Regions from separate parts of the Mus musculus genome. Here region 2 is linked to region 1. The links are chromatin contacts, called in public targeted proximity ligation maps. All regions are on one chromosome and are shown on one strand. The core of a region is the stretch at or near the end of the contact, and the rest is flanking DNA. Distances in the headings are between cores, read along the strand shown.

Region 1 (5,632 bases), core at 3,092-5,591:
ACAGAAGTGGGATTCAGGTGCATTTTATATAGATCGCTCTGTTGTAGTCTGGGAAGACGGTTATACCACTTATAGTCTGGGGAGCAGTGGTAAGAATTTAATCTGGGGTGCTGGAGAGATGGCTCAGTGGTTAAGAGCACTGACTGCTCTTTCAGAGGTCCTGAGTTCAATTCCCAGCAACCAAATGGTGGCTCATAACCATCTGTAATGGGATCCGATGCCCTCTTCTGGTGTGTCCGAGGACAGCAAGAGTGACAGTGTACTCACGGATGTAAAATAAATAAATCTTTATAAATAAATAAATCCCTGGGCGTGGTGGCGGCGCACGCCTTTAATCCCAGCACTCGAGAGGCAGAGGCAGGAGGATTTCTGAGTTCGAGGCCAGCCTGGTCTACAAAGTGAGTTCCAGGACAGCCAGGGCTATACAGAGAAACCCTGTCTCGAAAATAAATAAATAAATAATTTGACCTGTACATACTACCATTGTGGGCAAGCAGGCAAAATGGAATGCAGCATTAGATGAAAGGAAGCCAGACTCCAAAGAAACAGAGGAAGTAGCTCAATGGGCTGGGTAACTCCAACTAGCTGTGAAGGACAAAAGGGAAGTGAGCCCAGTGTGACTCTCGGGTGTGTGGCCTATTTAAGTAGACAGTGCTTTGACTACAATGGAGAATTCAGGAGCCGAGCATACCTTGGGAGGGGCCCGAGGAAGGATAATGAATGAGTTTAGGGATGTAGAGCAGTCAAGGGCTATGTGTCATCCAGGTGGAGATGCTCAGTAGCTCCACACTGAGCATGTCAGCTCCACGAGGTATTAATGAGCACCTGGCTAGAGAGCTCTGGAAGTCACCAATGAGTTGTGAAAGTTGCCATCAAGAGAAGGCAAGAGAAGGCATGACACCTTTTAGACACCTGATGCAGTTAGAGGCAAAGGTGGACCAAAGACAGGACCTGCCTATAGGAATTACAAACTCTGCTGGACAAAAAAATAAGTAAATAAAAATCAAAGCAAACCTGAAAGGGCAGTGTTGGTATCAGGACCTCCAAAACCCGTGACATCACGGCACAACCGGCACACCTGTTGCCAAGCAACAGCCACCATATTCCCAGAATCCATTCCACCTCCCACCTTTACCTGACTATGTCACCATCCATATATAAAGGTCCCTCTGATCTCTCTCCTCCCCCCTTCTCTCTCTCTCCATCACCACCTTGCCCTTCTCTCTCTCTCAATAAACCTCACATGGAACTGTTTGGCCTGGTGTGGTCCTACTGAGGCTGTGCAAAGATCACAACAAGCAGAAGACACTTTCTGGAGAAAGGTGGTCAAAAAGCCATAGGAAGAGTGAGCTTTAAAAGGGGGAACATAGTCAGTTAACACAGAACTGTGAGGAAGTCAGTCAAGAACTGACTGGGACTGGAGATACAGCTTGGTTGGTAGACTTAGCCAGCACAGGAAGTCCTGAGTTTGACCCCCAGTACAACATAAACGATGTGGTGGCACACTCAGAAGTTGGGGACAGGAGAATTAGATGTCCCCTTTGCTATATACTGAGTTGAAGGCCAGCCTGGGCTATATGACATCATCCCTCTTTCAAAAGAGAAATGAGAAGAAATACAGACTCTGAACCTAATTGCTTCAGATAGACCCACCGCTGAAGTTGGCCAAAATTGTTCCATATCAAAGTTTCATTACTTCCCAAGGTGTCCATTCCTAGTCAGAAGAGATGGAAGTCATCTATGGCCAGGGATAAAGAGCTATTAAATCCTATCCTACTTGACAGAAAGCAGGCATAGTGTAGTAACCGATGTCTATAACCTGGCACTCTTACAGGAGAATTTTGAGTTACAGGTCAGCCTCAACTTCCCTGGGAGGCTCTGCTTCAATGAAAAACAAAACTATAAATACAAACACATAAACTAGTCAGGCCCGTAATCCTAGCTGTTTAGCTGCTTGGAAGGGAGCTGTTCAAGGTCATGACCTACCCAGACTAGCTTGAGCAAATTAGCAAGATCCTATCTCAAGGACCAGGAATGTGGTTCAGTGGTAGAATTCCTGCCTAGCATGTAGGAGGCCATGTGTAATCATCAGTATAGACAAAACTAAAGGGGGGGGGGTGTCTTAGTCAGGGTTTCTATTCCTGCACAAACATCATGACCAAGAAACAAGTTGGGGAGGAAAGGGTTTATTCAGCTTACACTTCCACATTGCTGTTCATCACCCAGGAAGTCAGGACTGGAACTCAAGCAGGTCAGGAAGCAGGAGCTGATGCAGAGGCCATGGAGGAATGTTACTTACTGGCTTGCTTCCCCTGGCTTGCTCAGCCTGCTCTCTTATAGAACCCAAGACTACCAGCCCAGGGATGGTCCCACCCACAAGGGGCCTTTCCCCCTTGATCACTAATTGAGAAAATGCCTTACAGCTGGATCTCATGGAGGCATTTCCTCAACTGAAGCTCCTTTCTCTGTGATAACTCCAGCTGTGTCAAGTTGACACAAAACTAGCCAGTACAGAAGGGTTAACTACAATATGAGAAAATTTATATAGCAAGAATAATAATGACAATGTTAATAAACTGTCAAGGGGCCGGGCAAGGGTGATGCAGGCCTTTAATCCCAGCGTTCAAGAGGCAGAGGCAGGCAGATTTCTGTGAGTTTGAGGCCAGGCTGGTCTACAGAGTGAATTCCAGAACAGCCAGGGCTACACAGGGAAACTATGTCTTGAGAAACAAACAAACAAAAATCTGTCAATGAGAATGAACACAAGTTTTATCTAACCTATGATCACATTAATAAAGCATGAAAAATATGTAAGAAAAAGAAAGTATACTTGGAAAATGTTTTGATGACAGCATTATGAATAGAGTTTTCCTCTTAAAATTACAGTCAATGGGGGCTGGCGAGATGGCTCAGCAGGTAAGAGCACTGACTGCTCTTCCAGAGGTCCTGAGTTCAAATCCCACAACCACATGGTGGCTCACAACCATCCGTAATGAGATCTGATGCTCTCTTCTGGTGTGTCTAAAGACAACTACAGCATACTTATTCATAACAATAAATAAATCTTTTTTTTTTAATTACAGACAATGCTTCTGTAGTTTGTAAATTATGACTTATTAAGTCTCTGAAATAGATTAGTTAAAATAAATCTGTGTCAGCACACTGGAAGTAGAATGGATCTCTTGAGTTGCAGGACAGCCTGGTCTCCATGGTGAGCTTCAAGTCAGACAGGGCTACAAAGTAAGACCCCATCTCAAATAAATAAATAAAATAAAATAAAATAACTCAAACAAACATAACAAACTTAATGCACTTAGTCAGATTTCCTATGGAATGTTAAGATTTTTCTCACCAGCAGAGAGAGAGGGTTCTAAGAAAGAAACCAGATCATACTAGCTGAAGTAGAAAAGTCTCCAGTTCAAAGTCGGCCTGAACTATACAGCCAGTTCTAGGAAAACCTAAACAGAAAAAGGGGGGTGAGGTGGGGTTAAAGTGCTTGCCTAGTTTGTATCAGCATCTAGCCCAGTAATGAAAGAAAAAGTAAGTTAAGATTTGAGATCTATATGCAGAGATATTCTGTACCACACACACATACAGAGAATATATTTATATACATATGTATCTATGTGTGTATATACTTACAACATGGTTACCTAGTTTCTTCAGTTGGAAACAATGTAAACTCACACTGAAAAGTCTCTAGGCTGCTCTCTGCACCTAAGGCAGATTGGAATCATACAGACCCACCCCTCCCACAAACATTTTTTAAATGCCTACCCTATCCCCTAGGGTAGGCAGAGAGAGATAAGGACAACTTATAACAGAAAGCTGCCTACAGTATGATGAAGAGAAAGATAAACACACAAAAGATGACAAATGACAGAGTCAAAAGAATTGCCCAAGCAGCAACTAAAGCCCCATATGATCCCTGACACTTCTCAAGAGAATGGCAAACCTCTCTTCCCTCCCTGGGGAACACATCTTCTCTCCTGGCTTCTGCACCCTCCTCACTCCAAACACTAGCCTTTCAGGACAGATTCTACTGCGCCACCCTGCTGCACTCCCCATCCCCTAAAGTTACTTGGGAGTGGGGTGGGGCATCTCCACTTTACTCATTCCTTGTTAGCTGTCACATATTGGTCCTTTTACTCGAAACAGTGGTTAAACTACCCATCTTTGATTCATTTTGTTTTCTTTTGTGGAGAATGGAGACAGGTGATTGGCTATCTAGCTTTCTAAATCCTACATTCCTAAAGAACTGTTTACTTGAACAGTGGAACTTGTAGTTCTTGCCTAACCTGTCCGCCCTGATAGAATAATGACTTATTTCCTCCTCTCCCATCTCCACGGTGCTAGAGACAGAACCTGGGGCCTCACAAGCACATTCCTAACAGACATATACCCGACCTGAGCTACATCCTCAGGCGTTAGAACTTTGAGGTCCTCATTCGAATCAACGTCAGAGATGAACAGAGATGGGCACAACCCCAGCACAAAGAATCATGAAGTAACCCCGTATTTCTGCAAATATGAGCAAGATATAACATGTGTGTGTGTGTGTGTCAATGAAATCCAGTTTTTTTGCACACGAGCTAGAAATTTAAAAATAGAGATGGAGAATCAAGAAAGTAAACAAACTAAAAAATTATAATCCATGATAAATACCAAGAGAAAGCCAGAGGAAGGGAGACGATCTAATTCCCAAAGTGAAGCCGTTATGTCATACATAATGGCCTAAATTCAACAAAAAATTACACGGTATATGGCTGGAAAATACTTGTTGGTTATATTTTAATTGATGTAGTCTGTTGTGATTTCACACCTGTTAGAAAATATGCTCAGTAGGACTTCAGCTTATATATCATGACTAGAGTTAAAAAGAAACTCAAAACTTTTCAGATTTTATAGATTTTATTTTTATTCTGTGTGTGAGAGAGAGAGACAGAGAGAGACAGAGACAGAAAGACAAGAGAGGCAGAGAGACAGACAGAGAGAGCCGGACAGAGAGACAACAGACATGAATGCAGTGCCCTCAGAGGCCAGAAAAGGGCATCAGATCCCCTGGGGCTGAAGTTAAATGTGGCAGTGAGCCCTCTGATATATCCTCTGTTAAGAGTAATACATGCTTTTAACTGCTGAGCCCCCAAACCTTGTGATTTAAAAAAATTACTCCTAGTGTCTAAAAATAAAGCATATTATCTATTAAGCGGTGAAAACTTCTGTCTATGGGCTAGAGAGATGTCTCAGTGATGAATAGTACTTGGTGCTCCTGTAGAGGACCTAAGTTCAACTCCCACAACCCACATGGCAACTCACAACCATCCAGAACTGCAGTGGACCTGATACCCTCTTCTGCCCCCCAAAGACGGGCACATAGTAGTACACTTAGATACATACATGTAGGCAAAACACTCATATGCATAAACTAAGATGAATACATTCTTTTTTAAACTTAAGAGAGAGAGAGCTGGAGAGGCAGCTCAGCAGTTAACTAGCACTGGCTGCTCTTCCAGGGGTCCTGAGTTCAATTCCCAGCAACCACACGGTGGCTCACAACCATCTGTAATGGGATCTGATGCCCTTTACAGGCGTTGACACAGACAGAGCAAAGAAAGAAAGAAAGAAAGAAAGA
Region 2 (5,992 bases), core at 295-2,794, 100 kb after region 1:
GGGACACCTTCCATGAGCCTTGCGCTTTTGGCCAGTCTGCCGCTTTCAAAGTGACTGTAGGAGCATCAGGGTAGACAACTGGGGACCGTAAACGATATTGAGCCACTGAGAACAGACTCTGAGCATAAAGATGGACCGACTGTATTTGCATTGTACAGGCGAGGAAACGGAGATGCCAAAGACAAAGTTGCTCAGGCTCTCAGAGATGCAGAAATCCAAAGTGCACAGCTGCAACTGGAGCCCAGCTGTCAGGCGCCAGGCAAGGGAAGAACAGGGCAGTAAACATCCAAGAAAGTGTTTGAGGAAGCATGGGTTACAGGTTCGGCCCTTCAAACCCTAGCCGTCTCTCTCTCTGACCAGTCCACTTTTGTTTGTTTTGTTTTTAAACTTTCTTTTTCAGTGTTATAGAAAGAACCCAAGAACTCTTGAACGCTAAGTGACCATGTCACTGCTGAGCTACAAAGCTAGCCCTATTTTTATTATTGTTTTTTATTTTAATGACAGGACCTCAAGAATCCTAAGCTGGGTTTAAACCTGTAGACATTATTATCCCACAGCCTACTCCACCTTTGTCCATAGCTCTCCCCTTCCTAGAATGCTCCCCAGACCCGTTCTTTGGCATCTATCACGGCCCTCTCCGGAAAGCCTTCCTTCACCCTACTGCTGTCTTTTCAAGCCACGGAGTAACAGATTCTGTTCTTTGCATCTACTAAGAACCGAGACTTATCTGAAGTGCTAAGGCCTTTGCGAATACAGTTTAATTCTCCCGCCAAAATCGCAAAATGGGTGTTACCCTTTAATCTCCTCGGAACAGAAAGCCAAGCCCTGCCCCCAGACAGTTAGGGTCTCCCCAAGGTCACAGGGCTCTCCAGCGCCGCGCAGTCAGAACGTGGAACCAAGATCCCCTCATTTTCCAAAAGCTGGACTCTAGGGCTCTGCTGCTACACCTGTGATCCCAGCAGAGAGGAGGCAGGAGGATCACAGGATTGAAGCCACTTTGGGGTACTCAGCCAATCCTAGGCTAGCCAGGGATACAGAGTGAGGCAAACAAGCAACAAAAAGCCCTGCTCAGAGCAACTCCACAACCCCATTAGTCTCACGCCCTGAAAAAGGCAACTTCGGAGTGCACACAATAATAAACACGCCCTGCTGCACACGCTATACATCCTGTGTTAATTACGGAAACTCGTCTTTTCCCATCCCCACCGCCAAGGTCCGAAGCCCGCGCAAACACCGCGCGCGCCCTGCACCCAAACGCGCGCGCAACCAGAGCGACTCGGCGCGTGCGCGCTGCGCGTCCCCGGCATAGGGGCGGGCGCGGCCTGCGCTCCGGTGTGCGGCCCGGCGAAGCGCGTACTCACGGCGTGGCGGGTGGCGCCGGCGTTGACTGTGACATGTAGGCCTCGGCGGCCGCAGGTTACGATCGGTTCCCTCCAGCGCGGGTTCCCGACCCAGGCGGAGGCCCGGGACGCCGTCCGGGGCAGCAAGCCCACGGCTGCGCGACCTCCGAACGCCCACATGCTACTCCAGCTCCGCGGCCGCTCCGCCCCGCGCGAGGACTCGGTGGTGCCACCTGGTGGCCGTGCCCCCCCCCCGCCCCCCCCCGCCCCCCCCCCCCCCCGAGCGCCGCGGCTGGGCTCCTGCGCGCAGGTCCAGCACTACAGCCCTGTGCAGACCTTTAACCAGAACCCAGAACCTGCTCTGCGCCAAACTCGCAACGTATCCCTTGGGCAGCACTAGTGTGTAAACACTGACCCCTGCAAGTTTATTCGCTGACAACAATTTTACAGAGTGGTAGTGGGTGATTCTGAAGATACGCTGGTGATCAAAATAGCTTTGCTTAAAAAACAAAACAAAACTAGTTCTAACAGCTAGCTTCAACTGCCCGATCATCTCAAATTCCGCATCTCTTAGGCAATAGAAGTACCAGGCAGCATGAATGGAGGAGGGGCTTCCGTAGCCCCAGGCTCAGCCGAGGAACTATTGGTTGCTGATGGCTATAGGATGAGGGAGGGTGAGTTTTCTTCTGGGATATGGCCTCTGATTGGCTGTCCTAGCTCCATGGGGATGGTCCTACACTGTATACACTGTTAGGGCTAAGTGGAGTCGGTTTAAAAAAAAAAAAATTCAGAGCGGTGGTAGTGTACACCTTTAATCCCAGCACCCGAGAGGCAGAGTCAGGTATATGGAGTTCGAGGCCAGCTTGAGCTACATAGTGAGTTTCAGAACAGCCGGAGCTACATAGTGAGACCTAGTCAAAATAAATAAGTAAATAAACAAATAAACACATAAATAAATAAAAATTTAAAAAGGAACATAAAATTGGGAGGAGGGGTGGGGTGGTTCGGTAGGAGTTGGGAGTGGCAGGTGAGTTTGATCGAAAACACATTGTATACATGTATGGGATTCTGAAACAACAGTAGGAATAAGGAAGTGCCCGGCTGAAGTACCCGAATGCTTCTTGGATGAGGAGTAGTCAGGACTGGTGATTGGTTCTCCTCATAGCTGTTTTTTTTTTTTTCCCCCCCAGCAGCCCCAACAGGTTCCTCACACTCCTGGTAGTTCTCCTGGCTTTTATGTCAGTGTGAGAAGGAGTCTGTGCATTGTCTCGGGTTGCCATTATGACACTGGAGAACTCTGAGCTTCAAGAGTTAAGAGACAGTGTCAGAGGAGTCTTTTGCCTCCAGGGTCTCAAGAAGGATTGAATGACAGCAGCGGTCAGCAGCAAAGCGTTTAAGAACATCCTCCATGTACCACCTGACTTGGGATACTATTGCTTCTGATTTCCCACAAAAAGCCACAAAGGAAAGGGGAAGTTTGTAGTGACTGCTAATGCAACCCTCCCCCTCTCTCTTTCTCTCTCTCCTTCCTTCCTCTCCTTCTCCCTCTCTGACCTGTAGCTAATTTTCAGATATGGAATTGGAAGCCCTGACATATTAAGTGACTCCCCCCTGATTGAAGGGGAGTTAGAACCCTGGCTTCCTGATTTCTGGTCCGAGGGCTCTTACACCCTCTGTCTTAGAAAAGGAGTTTTTCTTAGTTTCAATATCACAGCTCTAACTGGCTCTCTGGGATCATGTGCCCATCCATGGAAGCCAATAGTCTGCAAAACAGTGAGGGCTACGCTACCGGTCAGCATCATGGTCCATTCTGTGCTGCTGTAATGTACTGCCTGAGGCTGGTTAGATTATAAAGAACAGAAATGGATCCTCTGGAGAGGAAGAGAAGAATGCTGTTCCTCACACAACAGAAAGGCCTCCAACAAGCCCTGTGTATAGCAAGGGTTGAGCCCTCATGACCCAGACCCATCCAAAGGCAACATCTTCCAATACTGGTGTGTGTGTGTGTGTGTGTGTGTGTGTGTGTGTGTGTGTGTGTTAAGGGTCTCAAGAAGAATTCATGGAGTTGACAAAAGCATTCAAACCACAGAAGCCAGTACCAGGGAGGGGCACGTTCTGGTGAAGAGGCATGGAAAGTTCCAGTGATAGCTATTCCGGTCGGAAGTGATGTTGCACATATTCCCAAAACAATGACTTCCACGATGGGGGACTGTAAGCCTGTTCATTTACTTATAGATCAGAGAAGTTCAAGGTGTTCCTCCCTAACATCTGCCAAGGACATAGCGCTGTTTACTGAGGAGCTGGGAACAGCTCCTTGTGTCCCAGGAGACTGGTAGCACTCAGTATCCAAACTCTGGCATGCCTCTGATACACTGCTGTGAGCTTAACATAGAATTGACTCATGCCAGGTGGTGGTGGCGGCGCATGCCTTTAATCCCAGCACTCAGGAGGCAGAGGTAGGCAGATCTCTGTGAGTTCGAGGTCAGCCTGGTCTACAGATCGAGTTCCAGAACAGTCAGAATTACACAGAGAACCCCTGTCTCAGAAAACCAAAAACTAAACTAAACCTAAAAAAATAAAAAAATAGAAAATAAAAAACCCCAAAACCCCTACTGATTAATAAAGTGTGTGAATCAGTTAACTGATATGAGTGTTTTTGAGAATAGGTAAGAAACAGCACTAATTTAAATAATAATTGCTAACTATGAAATGTGTGATGCCCAGAAGAGAGGAGGTTGGGCTTATTTGCTGGGCCTGACTTCCAGCAGCATGCCTTGGGGTCCTAGGAGTCAGCATTTGGGAGAGGGCTCTCATCTCTACAAAACCAAAATTATTCTTGGAGATTTATCTGAGGGGTCACAAAGATAGAGGCAGGTGGTGTGGTTGGAACAACATGTTATTTATTTGTGGATTTTGTTGTTGTTGTTGTTTGCTTTTTGAGACAAGGTCTCACTATACAATCCTGACTGACCTGGAACTTGCTCTGTAGACCAGGCTGGCGTCAGACTCACAGAAATTCATCTGCCTCTGCCTCTCAAGTGCTGGGTTTAAATGTGTCTGTCACCACATTCGGCATGTATGGCAAGTGCTCCATCTTTGAGCCCCATCCTCAGCTCTGAGATATCAGCCTTAGAGGGTGGCTTGTATTGATTAAGGAGTTGGCATAGATGTAGCAGCTGTCCCTCAAGGAAGCTCTGTGCTGTGATAGAAATACACATGGCTTTGTGGGCTCAGCTGCTGTATCTGTACAGCACAGCATTCAACAGGTGAGAAGCATGCTTCTCATGGACACACAAGGGAGTTCAGGACAGGAACTCAGCAGGAAACGAAACAGAGACCATGGGCGGGGGTGTGTTTTGGTGTGTGTGTGTCCCGGGGGAGTGCTGCTTACTAGCTTGCTCCAAATGACTTGCTTAGCCTGCTTTTTATACAACTCAGGACCACCTGCCCTGCAGATGTTAACAATGAAATAGAGATATATAATGAGCTGAAATGTCCTTCAAGTTCCCTGCAGAAAATCTCATTCCCCAATACATTCTGACCAAACTGTATTTGCATCCAGAACCTTGAAAGAAGTGACTAAGGTTGTATAAGGTCATACGACCCCAAATCCAGTGTATATCTGTATTTATGAAGAGAGGGTAAGGTTAGGGCTCTAACTCAATAGTACAAAGCTGTGGGTTCGACACCACATAAAGAAAAACAAGCCAAGTGTAAGCTACCTCCCCACAAGCTGTTGGTAAGAGAGGTTCAAACAGTCTCCCCAACAATACAGACTATTGTCATTGCTCCCGACTGTCCACCAGAACTTGACAAGAAGACCCAATTGCTGCAGACTCCACACACGTTGTACTGCCTGGGGTAGCTGCCGAGTCAGAAGTCAAAGGCCTGAAAACAGCGCTCTACATGTTGATGTGCTGGAGACACAACTAGTAGTCAGTCATAGGTCAAGTGTGGTCATGCTCTCCTTGAGGATTTCTCAATGATGACCCTTTGACCTCCTTGCTGTGGGGTTGCCCCAGTCTGAGTTTCAGCAGCAATCCTAGACTCCAACCACTAGGTGGCAGTAGTGCCCACTCCAGATTAAGTTGCTATACTCTAATGTTTCTAGACACTGCAATATCGTCTCTTGGAGTGTCTGGGGCAAAATTGTCCCCTTCAGTTTCTTTGTGCAAGTTTGAGCTATAGACTTACAGCAATCTCTTTTTCTTACTTCCAAGTTTGAGATAATTTTCATGACATTGTCCAAATTCCTTCAAACTTGGTTCTTATTTATAGTTAGTTTTTTTGAGTCAGGGTCTTGCTAGGAAGCCCAGGCTGGCTTGGAATTCCCTGTTCGCTTGCCTCCAGCTCCTGAGTGCTGGAGTTATAGGCACACACCTCCATGACTGGCTCTATTTCTCATTTCTCAGAGTTTCAGTTTCCTCACTGTCAAATAGAGCAAATGCCTTAGGGCTTTACATAAAGACAGAATAAACAGCTTGTGAGAAATGGAAATCCTCAAGTGTGGGTCACACACATGGTCAGGTGGCTAGTCTTGGTGGTATTTAAGAGGCAAGTTCTATACCCATGACTGCAGAGCACAGAAAACACTCCGTGGGTCTCATCAATCAGTAATCAAGAAAATGCCCTAAAGATTTACCCACAGACCT

What was found.
Region 2: a contact with region 1 is called in a targeted proximity ligation map of trophoblast stem cells, with 17 read pairs. A contact is called at or near these places in 2 of 39 promoter capture datasets (embryonic stem cells and neural stem cells), 41 of 484 Hi-C or Micro-C datasets (the 3T3-L1 cell line, CD8 T cells, the CH12 cell line and 34 more), 27 of 130 datasets of targeted methods (the NIH/3T3 cell line, astrocytes, bone marrow-derived macrophages and 21 more) and 3 of 9 other capture datasets (adipose tissue, liver and pancreatic islet).

Annotation. Positions count from the first base shown.
Region 1 is chr19:24,176,285-24,181,916 of GRCm38.p6, forward strand. All of the region lies in intron 2 of Tjp2 (tight junction protein 2), which reads right to left. Among named protein-coding and RNA genes, the nearest start is that of Tjp2, 46 kb to the right of the region's middle.
Region 2 is chr19:24,279,046-24,285,037 of GRCm38.p6, forward strand. Fxn (frataxin) reads right to left here and starts at 1,545. Exons shown (of 5, transcript NM_008044.3): 1 at 1,362-1,545. The coding sequence starts at 1,520.